2 separate regions of the Mus musculus genome follow, and region 1 is linked to region 2. A link is a contact called in public Hi-C data. All regions are on one chromosome and are shown on one strand. Each heading gives the region's core, a stretch centred on a gene start, on an enhancer-like site or on the middle of the called end of the contact. The rest is flanking DNA. Distances are from core to core; before and after follow the strand shown.

The links. Hi-C and Micro-C count contacts between places; a contact is called where the count stands out from the background.
Region 1: a Hi-C map of cerebellum shows a contact between it and region 2, with 2.4 times the contacts expected there. The contact joins two enhancer-like sites. A contact is called at or near these places in 1 of 15 datasets of contacts at CTCF or cohesin (the NIH/3T3 cell line), 10 of 484 Hi-C or Micro-C datasets (the G1E-ER4 cell line, cerebellar granule neurons, cerebellum and 4 more), 3 of 115 datasets of contacts at active chromatin or transcription factors (a beta-TC-6 cell line, bone marrow-derived dendritic cells and embryonic stem cells) and 3 of 9 other capture datasets (embryonic tail, embryonic trunk and liver).

What each region holds. Positions count from the first base shown.
Region 1 is chr6:50,932,359-50,937,634 of GRCm38.p6, reverse strand. Gm31686 (a long non-coding RNA gene) reads left to right here. Exons shown (of 4, transcript XR_377658.3): 4 at 2,561-4,234. Among named protein-coding and RNA genes, the nearest start is that of Gm31686, 9.4 kb to the left of the region's middle. Within about 2 kb of position 3,869, at least 17 of the 459 cell types and tissues checked have an H3K27ac peak or open chromatin away from gene starts, as enhancers often do. A contact at or near this core is called in cerebellum, where this site is marked.
Region 2 is chr6:50,886,974-50,892,770 of GRCm38.p6, reverse strand. No RefSeq gene overlaps it. Among named protein-coding and RNA genes, the nearest start is that of Gm45922, 7.3 kb to the right of the region's middle. Within about 2 kb of position 1,815, at least 104 of the 459 cell types and tissues checked have an H3K27ac peak or open chromatin away from gene starts, as enhancers often do. A contact at or near this core is called in cerebellum, where this site is marked.

The DNA of each region.
Region 1 (5,276 bases), core at 2,620-5,119, 43 kb before region 2:
TAAAAAAATAAGTAAAAGTTAACACGGGTACTAAACTTAAAAAAAAAAATCAAACTCCTCAATAGAGTTTTTTGGAGAGAAAGAGCTTTACAAACATGTCATTATTTAAATTAGAAGTCAGGGTTTATCTGAGATACATCAAAAGGAAGAGTGCCCTGCAATAAGTGGGAAATAGTGTATTTTCACTTGTTCTGTTTGTATATGGCGACTGCACGTCTATCTTGCTTAGTAGGTACACCAAGGGACTGTTTTTACCTGTGCAAACAGCACAAAGCAAAGGAACAGGCAAGGTGGGTTTCCTGCCTGCATAGCACCACCAGGGGGCGCAGAAAGCACCAGCTGTTGTAAAAGAAAATAGACACCAGGTGGCGCCACTCCGCCATTTTCCTTCAGTCTGGTTTTAATGTAGTGTTTTATTTCTTTGTTTAGCAGTGAAGTTAATGGCTTAGTTTTAGCTGTGTAAAACACGTTTCTATTTTCCTAGCCTCTTACTAACATGTCTGGTTCCTACGCCGTTCTTTTCTAAAAGCGTAGTAAAAAAGGGAACTCGTTATTTGTCTAAACCTACCTTCCCCATAGCATATTTTTTAGGACATTCAATCATATCCCAGATTAAATTTTCCTCTTTGGTCTTTCGCAGACTTTCTGGAATTTTCATTTTAGTTCGATCTTTAAGAGTCAGAATTCTAAATTCTACCAGAACTACAAAAGAAGTTGGAAGCAGAAGAGAGCAGGGATTTTTGCAAGAGCTGGGGGATTGGCTCTTAGGTTGAATGGTGTGAAGTAGTTTATCCAGCATCACCCCTTAGTGAGTTAGGGGTATATCTGTGAGCTGTTCCCCTGCCTGGTGTCTCTCTCTAAGGATCCTCAAAGATGTCTTCCTCCCTTGGAAGTCTATGAGATCATGTATAAGCATAACCACGCCCCCTTGCCTTCCCTAAACATACTTCTTGGGTATGTCTCGCAACTGATGCCACCCCAAAGTGTAGATGCTTCTCTGGGGCATAACACACGCACGTGACAAGTGCGGCTTAGCTTTTCAGTCCACCTTCTGTGGCTGGAGTCCTTCTGAGAACAGATTGGCTCCATCCTTCCTGCCTGAGTGGTGCTAACTCACTAGTTAGCAGATGGGCATGGGGTTCAGTGTTCAGCACCGTAGTGGATATGTGGAGAGACACACAGCCAGGCACTGCTACTCTGGACAAGTTGTCCGATATTGATGAGTTAACAAAAAACGGAGTTGCCAAATGAACCTGATCCCTAGCTCGCCTTACCTGACTCCTGGCTAGATTTTGCCCACAGTTAAGTCACCATGGGAGGTGCAGGATGGTTTTTTGTTTGTTTGTTTGTTCCATTTTGTTTTTGTTTTGTGTTCTTTTTTCTAGAATCCCCCAATTTGTTATACAGAAGAGCTGAGGGGAGCTGAGATGAGATAATTCACATTCTTTGTTAGCTGATAGCAGATGTTAGACCTCATGATCAAAGGTGCTAAACTCTCTAAGAAGCAACATGCACACACACACACACACACACACACACACACACACACCCCACAACTGTTCACTAGCCTTAACAATACCTAAAATCCTGGAATGGTCACAAAGAGGGAATCTTTGACAATATCCCCCAGAGTTGATGAATTCCCCTGTGTGCACTCACCAACCTAAATGTTGCCTAGGGAGCCCTTTCAAATGCTACTGGTGGGGACAAAGGCTTTCTGCTAATCTCTTACAAACAGAGAAGTGTTTCTGTCTCATCTGTTTGCTGCATGGTTTTATGTGTGTCGTGCTGGTGAAGGGGTACCGAGACAAGTGGTTATGTGACCCCCCTGAAAGCCATAGCTACAAAAAGGTGCGAACTTGAATAATCACGAAGCTAATGTCATCTGAGAGGGCTTGGTAGAACTGTGGAGAGTTACTCTAAGCCCTGCTGTACCCACAGATGATGCGGCAAGCACAGCCTGGCTCTCTCTGGTCATGAGATGGCAGGTTGCGTGGAGGCAGGAGATGCTAATTGACTGGTGGGCTATTTAGAGTTAGGAGGCTGAGGTGGTGGGCCAGGGACAGAAGGTGAGGGATGCTGCCTAGGTCACAAACTCAATCATTGAAAGGCCCCTGTAATGCAAGCTGGAGCCCACAAGAGCAGCACACAAGGTGGAGGGATTCCCAGAGGTGCTGACGGTTCATCTTCTAGGTTAAACCAGAGGCTTTCCAAAGGCTGCTTGCTGCTAATGAACACTGAGGAGTGTTAGTACATGAATAGAAGAGATACCTTTGCATCAAATTAGCTTGGAAAATGCTTTATTGAACAGAGTCAGTCAGATTTCTTTGGTACCCAGGAGCCTTTAATCGGCTACAATGGTAAGGACTTAAGAAGAGGAGCCCTCACGCCGGGCTTCCCAAGCTTCTTTAATGTAGCATTCTCAAACTTTCCAGTTCTGAACCTTTTTTTTTTAAAGATTATCTCAGAATATCTCAGAATGAGTCTTCAGAGTAACACTTTTTGAAAGACAACACCCTATTGCATCCTAATTTACTTAGTATTAAATTCTATTTATCAGGTTTCAGCGTAAGATTTCAGAGGACAGGGCTGTCACACAAGCAAAGGATTCAACACATGGACTGGACGTGTGTGGCACCGCCCAAGCAAACCTGGAAGGGGCTGGAAGGATGCCCCCCACCCTTTCTCCTCATTTGTTTGATGCTGATGGTTCACACGCTTGAACATTATCTTAAAGGATGTAGAATGTAGATGCCCCATTTTCAGATTCTTGTTCTGTCATGGGTCTATGCTGAGTCTCTGAAGGCGGCACATGGGTCTCAGCTACGGTGGCCATCAGAGGTGGTGAGTGGGTCGGAGTTCGGGATGACGACTTGGACCTACTTGGACTGTCCGACTAACTATACCTTCTGCTGCGAAGACAAGAAGAACAAACACAGTTCCCAGTTTCTACAGCAAAGACAGTGCCAATTGATATTACACAGTAAAATGCAACGAGATTAAATCAATAACATCTGCAATAAGGCATAATGAAGGTAAAATTATATCTCTGGCTTCCTCAACAGCTGTGAATCTATTTTTAATGATCCTCATTTTTGGCAGTCAGCTAACAACTTCTAAAACGTCCTAGAAATCGGATTGTTAAGCAGATGAGCGCTGCAGTGGCTCAGAGTGTCATTAATCAGCTGCGGATCCATCTGCACAGGCGAGCTGGAAACACGGGGAACTCACCCACTACTCCCAGCGCTGAGCACCCCACTCTCAGACTGTGGGCAACCTTGCAAATGCTGAGAACAGCAAGGCAGGGACACTGGGGGTGGAGGTTGGGGGACGGGCGCTTTCTGGGAGGGGCTTGGGCTGTTGAACCAAAGGAAGAGACACTTCCAGTGGAAATGGAGTTGGTTTCACGTCTCTCTTGCAGGGTTTCTTTACCCAGGGGCCAACAGGAGCAGGGCTCCAACCAATCTTTCCTTTCAAACGTCAGGGCAATTTCCATGGGCTGGCAGATCCTCCACCATGTGCATCAAGTTATGGAAATATGACTGTCCTTGCTCTTTGTAACTGCCTCCACCTCTGCTTCTGAGGCTGCTTCCTAGTACCCGTGCTGGGGAGCGGGGAAGGGCGATCTCTTTGAGTGACCATTTTGTGCTATAGGAGACAGGCCTATATAGGAGACTGGCGGTAGGTAGCTCATCCTGTCCCCTCAGGTCCCTAGTCAGAAGATTCCACAGAGGATAGGAACTCACCTCTCAGTTTCCCCCATCATTGAGTGAGGGCCGGTGCCAGGGAAGAGAAGTACAGCCCTGTGCGTGGGGAAGGGAGTTTGGGTTCCTACGCAGTGAGGAGATGCCTGAGCGGAAGGTCTTGGCATGGCTGCCTAGACCAGCTTGGCAGAAGGGGCTGACCCCACAGGGAGCCTGCTTTCAGCTGCTGCACCTGCTGGCCACTGTTTTCATCTTTAAACCAGGGATTGGGCTGTAACATGGGTTTAGACTGGAGAGAACAGCGGCTGCGGGAGTTGGCTCATGACAAAGGATAAGGCAACTCAAGTGGACAGCTCTACTCAGCAAGAACACAGCTTGCAGTTTTCTGACTGTAGGAGTAGAAATGCTGTCAGTTGGTCAGGAGAGGAGGAGGTGGGGAGGGAGTTCTGTTAGGGTGGGACGGTATAATAAAACATGGGTCATGCAGAGTGTGGTAGCATCGACAGTGATGCCACTCAGGTGGCAGAGGCAGGTGAATCGTGAGTTCAAAGTCAACTTGAACTATGTGGGGATGCTACGTCTCAAAAAGTATATATAACTAAAAAATAAAAACAAATGGCTAAAAGCTAAAATGACACTGAATGCTCTTGGAAACTAAGACATCCAGTGATATGGGGAGGCGGGGGTAGGGGGAGGATGGGGGGAATGGGGTTTCCGTGAAGTGGACAAAAGATGGTCAGAAGCAGAAGGTGTGGAAGCCTAGGGAAAATGGGAAAGTTGATTCCATCAGGCTGATGGGGGCCTGGACACTAAATGAACTTCAGAGTCCCAGGGCTTGGCATTTAATAAGAAGGACCCCCGGGCAGCCTAGTCTCTGCACGATGGACCAGGGTGTGACTGACAGGCCAGGAGAGTGGTGAGCCTCGGGCAGGTAACTGACAGGCTTTACCTGGCTTCTTTTCCCCTCGTGGGTCTCAGTACCAGGATCCCCACATAAGTCAAAGGATGGCATGACTTATCCAGCATGGCTAGTTACAGGCATACTGGCCTCATAGCTCAGCTGGGGATGAAGGGATAGCTTTTACTGCCCTGGGACCTAACCCTCTGTCAGTGTTTAACTGCTCCCTGATGCTCATTGCCAAGGATGTTATACAGAGTTGCCAAGGCTTCCACCTCCGGTCAATTGGCTCCTTGGTTTGAAAGGGCTCTGAGGCTAGACCCAGGTTCATGGGCACCTTGTCCCAGCAAGAACTCACCTTCCAGTGTTTGTATGATCACATCTTGCTCATTACTCCCCTCCTGGTCACTCCCTCCCACAATCCTTTGCCCACCTCCTCTCCTCTGAGCGGCTGGGAGACCCCTGGGTATCCCTCTACCCTGGCACATCAAGTCTCTGTGAGGCTTGGCACTTCCTCTCCCTCTGAGGCCAGACAGGGCAGCCCAGCTAAAAGAACATATCTCAGGGATAGGCAATAGTCTTTGGGATAGTCTTGGGGGGGGGGGTTAACAAGCACTGCTTATGGGAGCTTGGGGTGGAGGCCAGAGGATAACCTTGGGTATTTTCCTCAGCCA
Region 2 (5,797 bases), core at 566-3,065:
TTAGCACAGTACTTCACAGTACTTAGCACAGTATAATCACCTAATAAGGACTCATACCCTATTTAGTGAACTGGAATAAGCTAAATTTTTTTCCAACCTAAAAGTGATCTAAAGAATCTCAGCCTTTACAGGGTAACCCCAGAAAACTGTCCACAGAGCAGTTTCAGCTCTAGCATACTCAGTCCCTGCTCTCCAATTAGAGAACTAAGAAGGACAAGGTCACCTTTTGTGCTTGCTTTGGGCAGAGCATAGTCTGGCCATAACATCTTGCTTTTCTTTCTTTCTTTTTTTTTTGGGGGGGGGTGTCACTTCTCTGGTCTCCAGTGTGGAGTACAGCTCCCCCTTCTCATTAACATAGACAAACCACCTCTGTGCCTAGAATTTCTGACTGCTCGGGAGAAAGAGGCAAAAAGATGGTTTCAAAGACTTGGGAGGGAATGGGACCTTTGGGTGCCAGGCCCGGATCTGAAGCTAATCTGAGCACACAACGTCTGATGGATTTCCAACATTTTCATATTTCAGCAGGATCTGCAATGTTGCTGTTAATGTAACTTGGTGGGAGGTTTTGTTTTTTTGTTTTTTGTTTTTTCATTTTTACAAATTTTCTTTGTTTAAAATCTGATCCTCTAGCTCATTTTGCTTCCACTCAGGGACCCCCTTCCCCCTTTCTCCAAAGTGGAAGGCAACAGAGGCCCTGCTCAGTCTGTCCACGGTGGGTCCCAAGAAAATTTGCCTTCTGATTTGCCCCCTCTCCTGGAGCAGCTTTGCTGTAGGACACTGGGTCTGCTGAAGCCATTTCCTGGCTGCCTGACTGTGCCCACATCAGAACAATCAGGTCCGCGTTCATTTCAGAGGTTGAGACCCGGCCCAAGTAGGTCCTGAATCAGCCCAGCCGCTCCGTCCTGGCAGATGTTTTTAAAGTCTTTAAGTTTCACCCTTCACAGAGATAAACTCGGCGTCCATGTGGCCCACAAGGGTAGTTTCCAGCCCTTGGAAAACCATTCTCGATTTGATGGTTGATGTGGCAGAAAACCCACTAATTTTAATATGCAGATTATCAGCGAGCAATTCCTTTTATATTTATGCCTCCTTTTATGGGCCTGATTGAAATAAAACGGTAGCTGGAGTTGCATTAGAGTTCTCTGAATGGGGTCTCCACAGAACTGGGAAGAAAATAAGCTAAGTACTGTCTGAGACAAGCCTCTGAGCCTAACTGCTCCTTCACCCTTCCACAGATACATTTTTGGATGGTTTTGTTGTTGTTGTTTTCGTTTTTGATTCTCTTCCAATTTGCATGTTTACCAAAATCCCAAGGAAAGAAAAATAAAACAATTAAAAATTTTTTGTCTATAATCCATTTAAGTCAAAAATAGAGAAGAGAGAGAGAAATTTGTAGCTTTCAAACACCATTAGTTTGCTAATGATAGCTTTCATCCGACGACAGCCAGCACACAGATAAGATGCTGCAAACATCTCTGGTGAAGGAAGAGGTCCATTTATAGGCCCCACTCTGTCTCTGCAGCTTGCACATGTTTTCAAACATAATTTCATGCCTGCTTTCTGACAGCTCATTAAACAAAGGCCTCTTGGTGGCTATATTGCCCGTCTCCCTGCTGAGACTGCAGCATATTTACGGCTTTCGCAGATTGCCGGCTGCTGGCGCCTTCTCTTGCCCGTGGCCTGCCTGCCAACTGCTTATCAGTCTTCCCCCAAAGGTGACATCGTCGTTGTTTGTTTAGGTAGCGATGGTCCGGGTTTGACCCTTGGAGGCCAGCAGCCGCCTGATTAGGAGGGCGCCTGCACTGGTTAGATAAAGGCAATCACACTCGAGACAGCCCGGGATGCTGTGCCTCGCCAGGCTGCAGGCTCCCATTCAGCAGCACGCAGACAGTTCGTTAGCTCGACAGCTGGCAGCGGGCAGACCTTGTGGGATTTCTGCCTCAGAGAAAGCAAACAAGGCTTCAGAGTGCTGGGAGCTATCAGGGGCTGTGTATGGGACGATCAGAGCGGCCTGATGCGCCTAATCACCTGCCCCCTGACTACCATTAAGCCCACATCACACATCTAAACCCATAACGGGCCCTCTGGATGCAAGGCCTTATACCGACTTCTGATCCCTTCCTCCTTCTCTTGCCAGTAGCATTTTTCCTGAGGTCCTGGGAGGACAGATGAAGACATCTTGGCTACAGCAAGAGGCTGCAGGCTGCAGCCATCTGCCATTTCAGGAGCTGACAAAACTGGTAACAGGTTTCTGCCTCTGCAGTCTCCTGGGGAACTGTCTGTTTCCCACTACATAGAACTGAGTGAGAAAAGTGGTGGTGGGGTAATGACAGGAGAGCAGTGGGGGGAATGGGGCTAGGCGATCCAGTCCTTAGCTGCTAGAAGTGAATAGTGAGGCTCCAGAGACAGGATTTTTGTTAAGGTTTGGGGTGCCCTTGATCTCCCTGGAAGTGCCTCTGGGATGGGGTTAGTACCACAGTGGGGCATAGATTGGGGTGTGCCTGGGTTTGCCTTTGGGAAAGACAAGGGCAATGGCATGGTATTTCTAGCACCTTCGGTGAATAAGGCAGTATATTCAACACCCCTGTATAAAATATCTCACTTAATGGACACCACTCAGAGGCAGGCACCACACATATGATGATAGCAGTGAAGGCTGAGAGGTAGGATTTGGCTGAGTTTCATATGGTCACCAACTGAGTTCAGGTCTGGCATTTTCCAAAGCGCCCCCCCACCCTCCCCACTCCCATCTCCCCACACACACACACAAACTCAGAGACTCCACGATTCTGCAAAATGCACCATTGCACTCAAAGATCAGAATGCATGGCTACATCTCTGGGCATTGCCAGGCCAGTGTGTGTGACCATCAAATGGAAAAGTGGTCAGTCAGTGCTGCTGCGTTCCAGATAGTCTACATGAAGGACCCTCAAGCAAGGGATTGGCAATCCTCAATACCCTCTTCTCGCTTTTCAAAATCACCTTGGGAGATTCTATATAGGGGCACTAGAGGTCCTCATCTCAGACTTTTGGAAGGCATTACCTAATGTGGAATCTTCTGGGAGGAAATTAGTGTCCTCTATCTTTGTACTTCTGTGCTCAGTAGAGTGATCTAGAACATCGAAGGTGTCCAAGCCATGAAGGTTAAGCCAGGAATAAAATTTAAGTAAATATTTTGTTCCTAATATACCCTGAGTGCTGCTTGCTGGCTTACTCCCTGTGACTTACCCATCCTCCTCTGTTATACTACACAGGACACAGGCCTAGGGATGACACCACCCACAATGGGCTCTGCACTCCCTGATCAATCATGACTCAAGAAAATGTTTCCATAGGCTTACTGGCAGGCCAATCTTCTCATTAAAGATCCCCTCTTCCCCAATGACCCCTGTTTGTGTTAACAGAAAACTAACCAGCATACCTTCTTTTAAATGACTTGAGCCAGGCAGTGGTGGCGCATGCCTTTAATCCCAGTACTTGGGAGGCAGAGGCAGGGTGATTTCTGAGTTTAAGGACAGCCTGGTCTACAGAGTGAGTTCCAGGACAGGGATACACAGAGAAGCCCTGTCTCGAAAAACTCAAAAAAAAAAAAAAAAAAAAAGAGTTTTATATGACTTGAACTCCTGTTTCTAAGTAAAGGTTGTAGTCCTGTATGCAGTGCTGTTTCTGAAAAGCAATCTCTGTGGATGTCAGCATTTGTTTAAAATGCTACACATGGAACTCAGGACTTTGTAGCTATCAGGCAAGTGTCTTACCACTGAGGATTTCCACAGCCTGACTTATTCCTTCATGCATGTTGATGTGTTTATAAAAAAGATAAAGAGGAGGGGGTATGTTTTATGGCGGTGTGGTGAGGTATGGGGGAAGGGGGTGCCTCGGTGGGCCCATGCTGAGGCATCCCTTCTCCCTGAGGGACCAGCCACACAACTGTAGGGCATGAAGAAGGGAGTTAAGAGGGTAGAGGCAGAGAGAGAGAGAGAGAGAGAGAGAGAGAGAGAGAGAGAGAGAGAGAGAGGAGGCTGGCCATGAGCACATGGAGAGAGGGGGGAAGGGAGTGGGTGGGGAGGGAAAGCAATAGCATGAGAGAGCAAGAGAGTGAGGAGAGGGCAAGCAGCCCCTTTTATAGTGAGTCAGGCATACCTGGCTGTTGCCAGGTTACTGTGGGATGGAGCTTAGACAGAATGCTAACATATGTAATTTTAAGTGACTATTGACTTGGAAAGCAATAATCATGTGATCCATTTTATGAATTAGGAAAACAAAACCTGGAAAACCTAAGTGCCTTTCCTACAGTGCCATAGCCAGCAAGTAGGCGAGACAAGACACTAAATCATTTGTTTAGATCTTTAAAATTTTTTTTATCTCTATGACTGTTTCATCTAGATAAATGTATGAGTACTACCTGTGTGCCTGCTGTCCAAAACAGTGAAGAAGAGAGCCTAGAATTAGATTTATGGGTGGTTGGGAGCCACCATGTGGATGCTGGCAAGATCAACAAATGTTCCTAACCACCAAACATCTCTGCAGATGCCTCCCCAGAGGCATGGCTATGTTAGCCTCTGTGTGATTCAAAAAACAAAATTTCTTTTTTTGCCACACTGTCTAAAGAACAAATGATATTCAAAATCTGACCAAAAAAAAAAAAACTACAAGAAATTAATGATGATTTGTGTGTGTGTGTGTAGTGACTGCCTTTGAGAGAAAGAATCTGGGGTATTTGTACTTTTGTATTTTCTAAGTTGTACATGCATAATTTTTATAAGAAAAGTCTTCAGTAATCTCCACCATCCATATCTCATACACACACACACACACACACACACACAGAGAGAGAGAGAGAGAGAGAGAGAGAGAGAGAGAGAGACTCTCACTATTTGGTTTAGCTTAATTATCACTAATTCACCAAGAATTGTTCCAGTAAATCATCTGTATGTATATATATTTGAATGTATGGTTCTATCAACAAACAAACAAACAAACAAAAAAAAAAACAGAGCAAAAGCTAGGTCTCAGTGGGACTTCCTCTTAATTAAAATATCCACACAACAATGACACCAGACCCTGGTTAACGAAGCCCACTTTAGTTTGGTTCTTTAAAAACACAATAGTATATACCGGCATTTCAAAGTCACCTCTTCCCATCCTTGCATATGGCTGCCCACTGCTTCAGCCCAGCAGAGGCTCTGGGAGAATTTCTCACAACTTTTGAAATTTTCTCTCCTCTCATTTCTTTGTAATCATCGATTCATGCACTCAGGTACCAGACAATACCCACACTGATGTCTTGAACCTTAATTACCCAATTTGACCTTGATTCTCAGAAGTTTTGTGAGGTAGTGGAAGGGTCTAGCGTTCCCCCATCACTAAAGAAGAAGGGGAAGAACTTTGGTTGTTGAATGACAAGGCAAAGAAGGCATGAGAACACAGCCTGAGCTAGCTACTTCCGAACACAATCTCTTCTCACTGCGCATTTCCTCCTGTGGCGGATGCAGTCAACACTATTCTTGATGGATACTATGCTGCATGTCTGGCTGTGTTTTCCAACTCCTTTATTCCTCTTGCACTTACCCAGCTGTACTGGGTACCACCTACCAGCAGGGACCCCAGACCCCACCTCCCTATATCCTCCTCAAGCAGCCCTCTCTTGGCCCTTGAGTCTAAATCTGAAGAACATAGATTCCATTCACTCAGGAAACTAGCACATGAGTCTAGCATATAGCCACAGAGCCACAGTGTGATGAGGATTCTTGGGTGACGATCTTGCTTTACAAAGAAATGTATGAGTACTCTGCCTATA